Linked DNA regions of Anas platyrhynchos: region 2 is linked to region 1. A link is a contact called in public Hi-C data. All regions are on one chromosome and are shown on one strand. Each heading gives the region's core, a stretch centred on a gene start, on an enhancer-like site or on the middle of the called end of the contact. The rest is flanking DNA. Distances are from core to core; before and after follow the strand shown.

The links. Hi-C and Micro-C count contacts between places; a contact is called where the count stands out from the background.
Region 2: a Hi-C map of F5 follicle shows a contact between it and region 1, with 3 times the contacts expected there. The contact joins two enhancer-like sites. A contact is called at or near these places in 2 of 8 Hi-C or Micro-C datasets (F5 follicle and small yellow follicle).

What each region holds. Positions count from the first base shown.
Region 1 is chr3:69,441,313-69,448,568 of IASCAAS_PekinDuck_T2T, reverse strand. It overlaps DCBLD1 (discoidin, CUB and LCCL domain containing 1), which reads left to right. Exons shown (of 16, transcript XM_038177004.2): 16 at 1-497. Among named protein-coding and RNA genes, the nearest start is that of GOPC, 35 kb to the right of the region's middle. Within about 2 kb of position 3,353, at least 4 of the 8 cell types and tissues checked have an H3K27ac peak or open chromatin away from gene starts, as enhancers often do. A contact at or near this core is called in F5 follicle and small yellow follicle, where this site is marked.
Region 2 is chr3:69,525,921-69,533,176 of IASCAAS_PekinDuck_T2T, reverse strand. ROS1 (ROS proto-oncogene 1, receptor tyrosine kinase) reads right to left here. Exons shown (of 45, transcript XM_072036083.1): 10 at 5,017-5,139; 11 at 2,917-3,101; 12 at 1,638-1,735; 13 at 597-1,108. Among named protein-coding and RNA genes, the nearest start is that of ROS1, 16 kb to the right of the region's middle. Within about 2 kb of position 3,251, at least 4 of the 8 cell types and tissues checked have an H3K27ac peak or open chromatin away from gene starts, as enhancers often do. A contact at or near this core is called in F5 follicle and small yellow follicle, where this site is marked.

The DNA.
Region 1 (7,256 bases), core at 2,104-4,603:
AAACGTGAGCTCTGGGAAAGTCACCGTTTCAAGGCGCTCTGTTTTCTTACGTGTAAATGGGATCGTTTGCAAAGGATGCAGCAAAGATTTGCTGTTTGGTCCTAAAGCGCTTTCAGATCCTGGGATGGAAAGTGCTGTAAGAACACAGAACAGCTGTAGTGACACTACATACAAATCTTGCTAACTCAAGCCATATCTGACCTTAAGAAAAGCTCTTAGTGGGTTCTTCACGTATGCTTGTTTTGTGGCCTCAGTGGTACAGTTCTGTCACGCCAATGCACAGTGCATGCAATTCCTGTGCAAAGAAGAAAGAGTCGAGCTAACCTTGTAGTCCTCTTGTGTTCACTGTCAATACAGTTTCTGTGAAATGTATAAAACACCTCAGGTTCTGAAGCGAAGCAGCAGCAGCCTGTTTGTTAGACCGAGCTGGGTGGTGTTGTTTACCTTCTGTTGTTTACATGTCTATGTAAATAAAGCACACTGGTATTTGTAAATCAGTCACACAGGCCTGGTACTTAACTTGGTGACTTTATCATCACTGCACACCCACTCTTGTCACATATCCTGCAGGGTGAGAAATAAGTGTTCCTTACTCTCTGCAAAAGTGCCAGTTGCGAGGCTGCAATTTACGTTCTCAGTATGACAGGCTAAAAAAAGATTATCTCAGTGCCCCATTTAGCCTGGCTTCTCTGTCCATAATCTCTAGAGAAGAAGCGCCCACGAACAAACTTCTGTGCCCAACCCTGCTGCTGGAAGCACATAATTGAGGAGAGGATAAGGATGCCCCCCCAGTGAGGCTGTAACCAATACTGCACCCACACAGCTGATTAGCCTGACTTGTCACTTCACAAACAAGCAGAGCTCAGTAATCAGAGCTATTCCCCACCTAATGAGGCACCAAGATAATGTAGCAGTGCAACAGCAGCAGGCAATCGATGCCACGGCTTGTATTATAACAACCTTTTGGCATGCCTCAGCCACATGTATCCTGCATCTGCGGCACGCTGCAGGTGCCATAGTGGCATTCTCCCCCTCAGCCTGGGAAACAGTTTTTGGTGACCCTCACAGCAGATATGCACGTAATTTCCTACCTGTGTAGTCTCTCCATTCTGATGGTGGCAGCGATACTAAACCCTGATGTAGGAAGGAAAGGGATTGCCCGAATCTCCCAGCTGTGGTGGCTCATCCTCGTGCTCCGCCTCAGAATGGCTTCTCCGGCTTGCCTGCCCCAGCCTGTTTTCACAGCCAAAACCAGCTGCAGGTATAACACAGCCAGACTTAGCAAACGCCACATAATTAAAAATCTTCCTTCTAAGACAGGCCCTGTTTCAAACCATTAACACAGTAGGAAGGGCTGCATTTGCACTGGGTCTCCCTCCAACGTCGCTAGAGATTGTGGCAGAGCAGAGTCTAACCTCTTTATGAGGCTGACCATCTGGTTAACGGAGACTTTCAGCAGTGATTCAGTACCAAACTCCTCTCCTGAGCAGTTGCTCCCAGTAGGCTGGAACAGTAAAACCGCGCCAGAGTTCACAAGAAGGTTAAATATTAACTGGTCACAGCCCTAAGGATCTACCTGTTCCAGCCGCCGTCGATAGCAAGCCTCTGACTGTGCTGTGAACAGGGTCACACATTGTCACTGCTCGTCGCTAACCGAAGGAACCGAAGAAAGACTCCCACCCCAATAAATAAATAAATAAATAAATAAATTAGTAGATTCTCCAAACACCACAACAAATACACAAATGTGTATGTAGCCAGTCTAAGACACAAACTTTTCCTGCACAGGATGGGAATGTCAGGCTGTAGGCCCCATGACAGGAACAGACACTTGACTGATTAAGTGCTTGGTGGGTCACTATCATTGACAGGTATGATTTGTTTTTCTGTGGTGCTGGAGTCTTCTCTGCCATGCAGATGTATGACACGGATTGCTGTGTCCTCCCCAGTGCCACCCTGTCATTGCCAGGCTTTTGGGACACTGTCTGCTGAGCTGCAGTGGGATGCATGGGCAGAAAATGGACTTGTGGCCATACAGCAGACGGGAGAAGGCAGCAGAGGCCTTACAGTGCTCAGATGATCTATCTAACCTGCAGTTGCAGTGCAGAGCAAGCCAGGTGCCCAATGTCAGTAAGTGACAGAGCCCACACCTCTGGAGAGGTGCTAAGGGAGCCCCCAGGCCACCACTGTTGTGACCCGCCCAGGCAGCCTCCATTTTGTGTCTGTGTAACACAGGTGGCGACTGCTGCCGCTATCCAGCACAAGGCCTCACTCACCCAGTACCTCTGAAGAATCTAAAAACCACAGCAAAGAAGTGCAGTTGCCATAACAAAGTATACTATTAGCACTAAGTTACGCTTAAACCTCTTGACCTTAAAACAGTAGCGTTGCACTGTGGCAACACCTTCAAAACTGTGCATATAAAGTCACCACTGAGGTAGTTAATAAACATTAAACAAAGTGTAATTATTGGTCTGTGTCCTGGCTTTTGCCAAAGTCAGGCAGGTTTTTTTTTTTTTGTTTGTTTGTTTGTTTGTTTTTTGGTTTGTGTTAGTTTGTTTTTGCTAAACCAGTAGTTTCTCTCCATGCAGCTCAAATTCATTTCACTGGCGGTGAGTAACAAAAAGCAATTACCTCTGAACAAGAGGTTTGTGACCTCTAAGAAATGAGCCAGAGGTCTCATAGAAGTCCTGCAGGGTCAGGTATCCACTGAAAATCAACCTTGTAAAAATCCATCAGTGTTCTTCCATTAATCCTCTCTCCAAACCAGGTTAGGTTTGGTCAGCGAGCGGGTGTCCAAACAGCTCCCTTTAGCCTGTAATCAGTCTGGACTGCAGGAATGACAAGGTCATGTTGCTGCATTCCTTTTTTCTTTATTCCTTTTTTTTTTTCCATAAAAGTAAATCCATTCTACTTGCTTCTTTCCAATGTCAGTGATGATGTAAGCCTGTACTGACCTCCAACCCCCTCTGCAATAGTACAGCATGGGGTAAATGAGTAGAATTTATCTTTTCACTTGAACCTCATCAGTACTGTTGAACCTGACACGTATACTAAAAAAATACTCTGCTATAGCTGCGTGAGGTTAACAAGACAAACAACATTATAAAGGAGCAGTGGCAATGTCTATGAATTATTGAAGACTGAATAAGTTTCAAGGAACCTGCTTATTTAAAGGGAAGGTGCCATTACTACACAATAACTTTGAAACTCAAAATAGAAACTCCTGATTGCTATTTTTTTTTTTTTTTGAAGCCCCTTGGTGCAGTCCTACCAGCTACAAAGGGCATACAAGAAGGGGTCAAAGTGTTTCTAAACTAGATAAAGACAAGAGGGGAGACATCCTTAGTTGGGGAAAACTCGTGCTGTAAATGATAAGGAGGACGCCTAACATCTGCCTTTCTGTGTTATCTCATTGTATAGTCTGGACATGAGAATTTGGAGAATTTTCATTCAAATTTCACCATATGTTTAGGCTTGGCATCACATTATGGATCTGAAAAGTCCTGAAAAACATTCTCCACTTACTGTATGCAGAGGTTATTCAGTAAGCTGTTGTTTCGGGCTGAGTTAATTCATTATTTATTTAGCCACTAGCAACGCCTCTACCAAGAGCCCACACAACATCCAAGAGATTATCAACTCACTTACTTTTATACAGACAGAGTTATCTGAAAGAGAAATTCAGGAAGGAGACAATTAATTTACAGCACAACATCATTTTTCAGCATAACCAAAAATATAAGCCCACGTTGGTGACATGCTGCTGTAATTAAGGCTCACATGTCCTGACCACTATCCGGGACTGACTTCAGGAATCCATAATTTTGGGTAGACACAAATTTTCTAACTGACCTGACTGGAAAAGCTCCCTTAAAGATCTGCATTATCTGCCCACCTGAAGATAAGCAATAACTCTGAATATCAAGCGTTTCCTATTGTGAGTCTGAGCTAGTAAAAGGAGTGAGAAAATCTGCAAAATAACAAGTTACTCGGACTGCAAAATTCTCTCAATTGAATCAGATATTAACAGACAATAACAGACCGTAAAACATACACTTTTTCTCTTGTAGGTAGACAAGAAATAAAACCAAAGTTCTAGCCATCAAAGAAATACTAGCGACAATTTAACACAAACAATACAGAAACATCCAGCAGTGGCGGAAGCCTAACGCACCCAGGGAGAGCTTATCAGAAGTCTCCCAAAGAGCTACATGAGGAGTGACAGAGAGCAGAGATGGTGACACTGACCATAAAAGAATGGAACAACAGGCTGTAGAGGACAACAGGCTAGAAAGACAGCAAGTTACATTAGCCACTTCCAAGCCATTGGTTTGAACAATTTGATGCCTTGGGCACATACGAGAAACTTCAGCCTTCCCAAATGTATTGCACATCTAAGCTTTTGTGGCCCAGGCAACCCATTCCACAGATGGACAAACTGAGACAGACAGATATGCTACCATTTGTCCAGAGCTGTATCAACTAATCAAGCCCACCGAAAAATGTAAAGATCTTTGAGAACACCAATCACAAACCTGTTAAAAACTCTCTGTCATGCAGGGAGACAAGACATAGGTGATAAAGCCTGAGATGCGCTAGCAGACCTTACTTGAAGAGGCGGCTTTTCTTCACATCTATGGCTAAGCTATTTATCCTTAAGTGACACCATCTGCTCTGACAGACAGTTTTATAAAATTTGAATCTGGTGACCTGGATAAAGTAGGCCTGTAACATGGAAACATGAGAGTCATACATGGATGTGAAAAGGTTGTGGACAGCTCTTACTTTCTCTTCCACACATGCCTTAGTGCATACAGTGCTGTGTCACAAAAGACAGGACCCATCTTTTTTTGACACTTGCAACACAAAGCCACCCATGATTTTGGTAAAAAATGCTACAATAACTTTTCTACTATCTTACACATGTCTAGCATATGGCATCATAAAGATACCCCTTTAGAGTCCATAGTTCATAGTTAACTTCCCAACAGATTGTCACACTTTATCCCCCCTTATTATAGTACAGTCACTTCACTATATAAGGACCAGCATCAAGGACATAAATATTTTATGCAAAAGAACATTTGGCTGAGAAGTTCACTGATCACCTGGTTACTGACAGACGTGTTTGGGAACTGCTCTACCATTTGGTAGTCATTGGAAACCAACAGTGGTAGAGAAAACATGACGTGTGGGTCAGTGTGAACAGATCTTCCTCTTCTCCTGATTAAAATAAAATAAAATTAAAATTAAAACCTTCAGTCTGAAACTAAACAAGAGCAAAATGCAATGTTCTTCTCCCTTTTTTCGCTTCTCCTCAGTGCCAAATCTCAACGTGGTTGGACGTGATGGGCGGCCTCTGTCCCAGCAAAGGTGCCAGGAATGTGATGAGGCCAGTTGCACACCATGATTGAAAGGCACAGGCAAAGTGCAGGCAGGAGAGTCTACAGACCGACCCAGTAAGTCATTTAACAATGCTCTTGGCCCCTTCTTTTGGAAATACTTAATCCACCCACAAACACAGAACTAAAAAGCACACATAAGCACTGAAAGTTAAAAAAGCACTCATTTTTAAAGTAGTAGATGGATATATTTAAGCAGTCTTCAACAAATCACGAATCCAGAGCTATATGAAATTATAATTGTGTGTGTGTCTGTGTTCAAGTTTGCTTGTACATATACTGCACAGAGAACAATGTTTACTGTAAATTGTGTCACCTGAACAGTGCTTGCAACAGGATGCTAGCTAGACTGGATGTTTGCTCTTTTAAGAGTAAACGTTACTAATAATAGTATAAAGAACAGCAACAAATAAATAAATAAATCGAAGTTTTTTATTTAATAAAAAAAGAATCTCGTTCTTCCAGTCTCGTGAATGCTGAAGATTTGAAGGAAGCTGCTGCCCCCTTCTGGTTCTAAATAAAAGTGCAAATACTTGGCACTAAAAATGTGTAGGATTCTGGTCACAAATTAGAATTACCAAGTAATAGACAAGTTTTGATTTTGAAAATAGCATAAAACTGAGGTGGCCCAAACTACACTTTCATATTTAATTAGAGCACTCAACACAACTACTTTAAGTTACTATAAGACAAAACAGTCTTGCCAATACAAAAGTGGCACAAAGCTGTGCCAGGAGAGATTCAGACAGGACATTAAGGAAAATTTATTTACTGTGAGGGTGGTCAAACCCTGGAACAGGCTTCCTGGAGAGGTGTTTGATGCTCCATGCCTGTCAGCGTTCAAGAGGCATTTGAGGCATGTTTGGACAATGCCCTCAATATCATGCTGTAACTTTTGGCTACCCCTGAAGTGGTCGGACAGTTGGGACTTAATCTTTGTAGGTCCCCTCCAACTAAATTAGTCCATTCTATGTGTTTGCGCCTTTTATTTTAAAATAAAATCAGTTTCAAAGTTAGCAATGTGTTACCTGGATCTAGATTAATCACCTTAAGAGCACAAAGAATTTGAAAAATTTCTGCTAGCTCCCTGAGTTTTCTTATGACACCTCACTTCCATTGTGAGTTAGCACCTGACCTGTCAAGCAAAACAGGCAAAAATAAAGATCAAATCAATAGGAAACTCCAGTAACACTCGTTTAGCAACTATACAAAAATCCCCATCCATCTACCAGAGCAGCATCCTTCTATAAAAAGCCCAGTCACCAGCTTCAAACCTGAAGTTGCCAATGCCCAGCAGCTGAGGTGCATTGAAGTATTTAAGCCGTAACTCCAATCAGGAAACCCTTCATAAAGGGTTATAAACAACCATGAAGAATATAAATGAAATCTGGGGGGAGATTGGTGATGCCTTTGCAGAGGTAGCCCAAAGGCTCTGCTCTCATAACAGGGGCAACCCACAGCAGCGCTGCAGGCCTTCTACTGCAAAACAGGTGTCAAGAGTCAAGGCAACACCTTGCAACCAGCATCTAATGCTTAACTGGGAGTTGAAGCTACTAAGATCACCAAAATGAAAGAGAGACAAACAACCAACATAATGAGCACACAAAAATCTAATGAGGAGCCTGATGTGTAACATCTCACAAGCCATCTTAGTACTTGCTCCTGGTGTCAGTGTAACAAAACGAGTACATCCTTTTCTGAAGAAAGACACCACTTAAGAACCAAACAAATTCATCACATACAGCTTCACAGCCTAGACACTCCTCAGAAGCATTCCCCAGGAGATCACAGAGTGGTTTAAGTTAGCAGGGACCTCTGGAGCCCGTCTGGCCCAAGCCCCAGCACAAGCAG
Region 2 (7,256 bases), core at 2,002-4,501, 85 kb before region 1:
TGCAAACAATTATGTTATTGCAGAGTAGATGACTGTAGTGGAAGATGTGTGTTCTTTGAGAAAACTGTAAGTTTGTAAGTTTGAAGTTCATTTCAAAAATGCCAGTAGCAGAAGGATTAAAAAAAAGAGATGAATTAAAAATTTATATTCCCCATCTCTGTGACCAAACAAGAATAGTGGCTCAGTTCCCCATGAAGAAAGAAGTTGGAAGAACCAAAATTTTCCTCAATCAGGTAGATTATAGCACTGATTAAAAGCTACTAAGTCACTGGCATGCATTTTCTGTGTGGTATCATCAGCAAACATTCCATACCTTGGTTAAGATGGCACCTTGCTTACAATCCCTTGCAAGTGACAGATGAGCTACTCACTTATATAAACTTTTTTTTTTTTTTTTTTTTTTTTTTTAATTTATGCAGACAATTCAGGTATTTTACTGGGAAATCTTGAGTTAAATTTTTTCAGACTGAGGTAAATCTTCCAGCAGAACTGGCTATTGAAGTCACTGAAGTCCAACATGAGGGACAGGAAAACAGAATAAGTTTTTCCCCTAGAAAGAAAAGGACTGGTCTTTCAGAAATAAAAGCTGAACTTACTAGTTCCAATAGTGTGTTCAGGTGATCTCCAGCTAATCACAGCTTGATGCAATCCAAATAGCACTGTGACAAACCGCGGAGGAGTTGGTAAAGGAAAAGGTTGAGTTGATGCCCCATAGAAAAGCAAATTGCCAAAGCCAGAGTACTCTGGACAATCCAAACTGCAATCCACAACATACTCATTGAAGCTAGACTTTCCATCTGGAGAGACCTCCTCCTGGAAAACTGCCCAGCCATCCGTGACAGTAAACATGTTATCTTCATAAACAAAGCTCTCCATGTCATCAAGCGTCACGTGCGATCGCAGCATATGAAATTCTGAACCATCAAGAAAACCCGACACAAAGGCCTGTTCTGTTTTGTTGAAGAAAATAAGTCTCTTAGACTGGAAGTTGATCACAAAGTCTCTCAGAGCACTGGATTTCACAACTAGTGAAGCTGCAGAGGCAGTGTCAGGAAAGGGTGGAAGGTTTGCTCTGTATATACCATCCTCCAAGAGACAGAAAATATACCTGGTCATGGAGCAAAATATACCCAAGTAACTACAAAGCAAGAGCTTTATGGATGAGTCACAAATATTTTAACAGCTTGAAGATGTGCCTGACTTTACGCAGACAATAAGAAAATGCTTTTGGTACTACTAATATACATCCTAGGAGAATTAAGCACATCACTTTTTACCTTCTGGGGATCTGGCTGGCAGATCACTAGAGAGTATTCTTCTATAATACCTCAAGTATTAAGCAAGGACATTTATAATGCAAAGAGCATTATACTTGTAAATGCACCAAATGTCTAAAAAACAAATTTCTGTATGGGAAATACTTTATCTCCTCTGATAACACCCTAGGGAAGAAAATGCAGAAACAATACTGCAAGGTGTCACTTTTGTTCCAACAGTTTTATAGTTTGTTATTTGTTGCCATTGCACTTTTGTTTTGGTAGGGGTTTGAAACAGGAACTAGATGACTACTGAAGTGGAGACAATTAGAGGAGCTTTATAGCACCTTTGACACCAAATGCTCACAGGAGGACACTCACCCATTATAGGGATCAGCTACAACCTTCTTAGGGGATGTCACATAAAGAGGAGTGATGTCTTCAGCTGCTGTGCAGTTCTCTAAATGACAAACATGTATCTGGGGAATGAGAAGAGAAACTGCTGATGCATAGGGCATTTGCTAACAAGCAAACAAGCTGACTGGGGATTCTTTCAGGTGAACCCAACAACAAAATACCTCTCTCACAAGCCTACATCCTTCTGAGCTCCTGTGTTGTCAGACACCCGAGTATATCAGTGTAGCACATACAAATACATCCATAACAACTTACCCTGAAAGAGCTCTTTGCCAGTCATCTTCATCCTAGCTTGCTGCCTCTGAACTGGAGGGAGAAGCCTGATTTTGGGGTACTGACAAACTGTGTTTTGAAAATGATCTAGTACAGTAGGACAAAGAGAGAAGAAAGTGCTTTTCTGATGCTGGGGGCAATACCTGGGGACTTCTCTAAACTGCAATAGCTTCAGAAAGCTCTGTCATCAGTGTGTTCATCTACAGCTGCTTTTGTATTATTTTCTCACTACTACATTTCTCACTATGAGAGCAACAAGAAGCTAGCAAAATAAATAAACAAACAAAAAACAACAAAACACTAACCATTTAGAGCAACTTTCTAGTCCTTTGTGCATTAGAGCAATACAAAGGTATATGCAAAATCTGGCCATTAATGTAATTAATGTTTCACCAGCAGGGAATCAAGTGCAGAGTTGCTATCTATAATTTTACTTCAGGTTGAAACAGTAGTAATTTCAGCTGTCATCACTTTCCCTCTTGAACTTTTGCCATCTATGAAGAGCATTGTAATCACTGACTAGTTACCACACCATCTTCCTGAGGAAGAGTAGGAACCAAAGGAGGTACATAGAGCAAGCAACCCAGCAGCAAGAACAAAGTTATTAATATTGGGTATGAACTGGACATGAAGCCAGTCTCAAAAAATAAATAAATAAATAAATAAAATAAAGCAGTTAAAACTAAAGCCTTTTATGTCCTGAGGGGAAAAAATAAGACAAGGAGACAGAGTTCTGTATAACCTGTTTGCTTAAATGTGACTTGATATTCCTCTTTTCTTTTTTTTTCTTTTATTTTTCTTTTTTTTTTTTTTTTTAATCTGTGAAATATGTGAATATTATTGAAGTTAAAGCTCTATTTCTACAATTATATTTTGTGTATGATAAATATAAAACAGAATTTCTCAAGTGAATTAAACTGTAGGAGTGGCTCAAATAAAATAAGAAATTAATTAAGCCCCAGAGCACTACCTTTTCATTCATGACAAAGTATATCCTCTGGTAAAGCCAGTCTACTGAGATTGATGTTATATTCCCCCGGCCAGCATAAAAGAGCATTACGTCAGACGTATCAGACATATCTGCAGCTCCTTTCACCCAGATGGAATTCCCCTCAGAAAAATAGACAACTTGCTGATAAACATTCACTGAAATTCCTAAAAAATAGAAAAATATGTGCACACAAATAGTATAAGAAATATGTCTCAATTTTTCATGTACTTTTTCCTAATTGCCTTAAAAAGAAGTACTTTTCAATCTGTAACCCAGCTTCATAGGAGAGTAGTTAACTTTTTCTCTCCTCCACTTCTAGTCATTCAGATAACGAAACTTTCCCATCTCCTATGTAAGTGATATTATTGTAGACAATTGCCTTTCACAAAGGTAATCAGACAGAAGAAGAATATATAAAATGCAAACCAACTGACACCAGTTCCTCCTCTCCAGGGCAAAGAGATGCAGTTTGTATCTGCTCACAAAGCACCATGTACTCTAATTTAAGCTAGACATTATCTGTGCCACTCCTGTACTATCACAGAGTATTTAGTCTGGGGCAATGTTCATTCTCTGGCGTCTTTGTGGCTCTGTGAACTGCAGAAGATAAACTCAGATTTCCATACTGTCTCCAAGGACCACATACAGCACCAGTGTAGATAACAGACCTTACAGGGGCACATAATTTGAGATAACATGGTAGTCTGGTGATTTAGGCTACTGAAATGTCTTGTTCAGAAGCAATATGCCCCAAACTTGCTAACACACAACACTAGCATACACTTCAGCCAGCATCCTTTGACACTGTATTAAGTCTTTAGCTTGAGCCACTTTACTTTCTCATATTCATGCTGAGAAAATGCAGTCATCAGTCATAGGGAAACAAACACCTGCTTTGGCTTCACCTTACCTCAATTTGTATATCTACTATTTAAAAGTCCACCTCTGAACTAGATGACTAGATTCACTGAAGAGGTAACTCTGGGGAGAAAAAATTATCTCAACCTAATGCCTGTCATTTCAAAAGGGTCAAATCACATCCTGAAAGTTTCCATTTCTCAGAATCACAGAAACACACAGAATTGTCTAGGTTAGAAGAGACCTTCAAGATCACCTAGTCCAACCTCTGACCTAACACTAACAAGTCCTCCACTAAACCATATCACTAAGTTCAACATCTAAACGTCTTTTAAAGACCTCCAGGGATGGTGTCTCAACCACTTCCCTGGGCAGCCCGTTTCAATGCCTAACAACTCTTTCAGAAAAGATGTTTCTCCTAATATCCAACCTAAACCTTCCCTGGCACAACTTTAGCCCATTCCCCCTCATCCTGTCACTGGGCATGTGGGAGAACAGACCAACCCCAACCTCGCTACAGCCTCCTTTAAGGTACCTGTAGAGAGCAATAAGGTCGCCCCTGAGCTTCCCCTTCTCCAGACTGAATAATCCCAGATCCCTCAGCTGCTCCTCATAAGACTTGTTCTCCAGACCCCTCACCAGCTTCATTGCCCTTCTCTGGACTCACTTGAGCACCTCAATGTCCTTCTTGTAGCAAGGGACCCAAAACTGAACACAGTACTCAAGGTGCAGCCTCACCAGAGCCGAGTACAGGGGGACAATCACTTCCCTAGCCCTGCTGGCCACACTGCTTCTTATACAAGCCAGGATGCCGTTGGCCTTCTTGGCCACCTGAGCACACTGCTGGCTCATATTCAGCTGACTGTCCACCATCACTCCCAGGTCCTTCTCTGCCAGGCGGCTCTCCAACCATTCATCTCCCAGCCTGTAGCTCTGCTTGGGGTTATTGCGCCCCAGGTGCAGGACCCGGCACTTGACCTTGTTAAACTTCATGCAAACCTCAGCCCATTGGTCCAGCCTATCCAGATCCTCCTGCAGAGCCTTCCTACCCTCGAGCAGATCGACACAAGCACCTAACTTGGTGTCATATGCAAAATTACTGAGGATGCATTCTCCTCACTGATTATGAAGGGAGGCCAATACTCTCTCAGGTTCATTCTGCCCTTGGCAAACACGGAGGTGTAAGTTACACCTGAGAGAGAGAGACCAATGAAATTTTACCTGTAATGTTGTGGTGTATTATACCACTTGGGAGGCACTGGGCTGCTTCGAGGAAATGTTCCATGTATCTTTTCCTTAAAGATTGGTTCCTGGATAGGAAGAGCCATTTTGCCTTTTCCTTAACTAAAAATAAATAAATAAATAAATAAATTAATTAATTAAAAAAAAAAAAAAGAAGAAGAAGAAGAAGAAGAAATTCATAATTTAGACAGATGACTGCAGCAAAAAATAATGTTAAGTCAGACACATCATTAACAGAAATGCATATGCATATGCACACACATATATACATACACACATACATTCTTATGGTAGCAATGACTGACTAAAACTTAAACTCTTTGAGTGTTGTAAGTGGATGGAGTTATTCACCACTACACCAAGACCATCTGGCTACTTGTCCAGGGTGAGAATGAACCACCTGAATTTCACACCATTATTTCCTGTAACATGAGTCTCCTTAGTGAAGGAAAGTGAGCTGGGGCAAATGAGGACCTAAGGATTCCTAGGAACAGAACACACTAAGACATCCATATCACCCTGAAATCCAATGGAAGCCAGATATTTAACTCCCCTTGGCCTCTTCGAAAACTGCAGTCAAAGTATGGTATCCCACAACACCCAGCCTGACCCTCCCCTGGTGCAGCTTTGTGCCGTTCCCTCATGTCCTGCCATCGGTGACCAGGGAGTAGAGGCCGGCACCTCCCTCCCCACTTTCCCTGCTCTGTGAGTTGCAGAGAGCAACAAGGTCGCCTCTCGCCCTCCTCTTCTCCAGAGCAGACAACCCAAGTGTCCTCAGCCTCTCCTCACAGGACATGCCTTCACGTCCTATTACTAGCTTTGTTGCCCTACTCTGGATGCTTTTAAGAATCATAACATCCTTTTTATATTGTGGAGCCCAGAACCGCACACAATGTGCAAGGTGAGGCCATACCAACACTAAATATAACAGGAGCATCACCTCTTTTGACCAGCTGGCTGTGCGGTGCTTAATGCACCCCTCAGTGCTGTTTGCCCTCTGGCTGCCAGGGAAGGCTGCTGGCTCACATTGAGCCTGCTGTCACCAGCAGCCTCCGTCCCTTTCTGCTCTCCCAGCCTGTGCCTGTGTCTGGCACGACTCCAACCCAAATGCAGCACTGAGCATTTTCCTTTGTACATTTACCTTTGTACCTAGTATAAGAGACTAGTGTCACTTCCTCATCTTTTTTCCAGTGTCATTTCTTACAGTTTAGCCCAGAGATTGGATTCATTCTCTGACACAGTAAAACCATTTCTGAATGCGACACCTGCAGAAGGGAGATCCTGTTCACCCAAACACACACAAAAAGTGCACCCTGGTGCAACTCTCAGCAATCAACTCTTTTAAGTAGCAGCTAGGAAGGGGGCAGGGGGGAGACTCCCCACGCCAGAAGTTGTTCTGGCAGGGAGGGTTGTCTGTTTGTTTTCTACTTTAAATTAACTCATTGCAAATTGACTTGACTTAATGAACTCAATGAGATGTACTAGTCTGGACATTTTACAAATGGCACAAATGTTTGTGGCTCAGAGTCACCAAGCTCTAGAGTATAGTCAGCAAGCTCTCCACCTCTATGGAGCCTCCAGATGAAGACATACCACTGTGATAGCTAACTCGAGCTATTACATAAAAATGTAAGGCATATTTTTGAAAAAGCACCACTGAAGCTAAAGGACTACTTTTGCCAACATGTAGCAAACGACTACTGATTTTTAGATTTAGAGACACACTTAAAGTGTTTGCTAGAGCTTGGTTAAGAACTTCTAAGTACTTGACAACAGGGATTTCTTCAGGAAGGGAAGAGTCTTATGTTTTCTTTTCTAAAGATACGTTTTCATAACAGTGAATTCATTTTCATTTGTGATTTATGTCAACATAAACCTTTCCCTGGCAACTAATAAATGTTTCTGTAATTTTTTGAGTGATACTTAAAGTGCATCATTATTTTTATTACAAGTAAGTGAATATAGTAAAAATAAAAACAGCAATAAAAACAACAAAAAAGATAATGCAGTTCCACATATTTTGCATGAGATTACTGAGGACATTTTGACAGGAGACTTTCATATGACATATTCAGTGTTATTAAAAGGAATATGTTTGTGTATCAAAATCTTGTAGAAAATGAAAGCATGTATTCTCAGTCACTGCGTTGGACCACTGACAGGTTTTTCACCTGTAGAGCAACCCAAGATGAATTTGTTTGGGCCTACCAACATCTCAG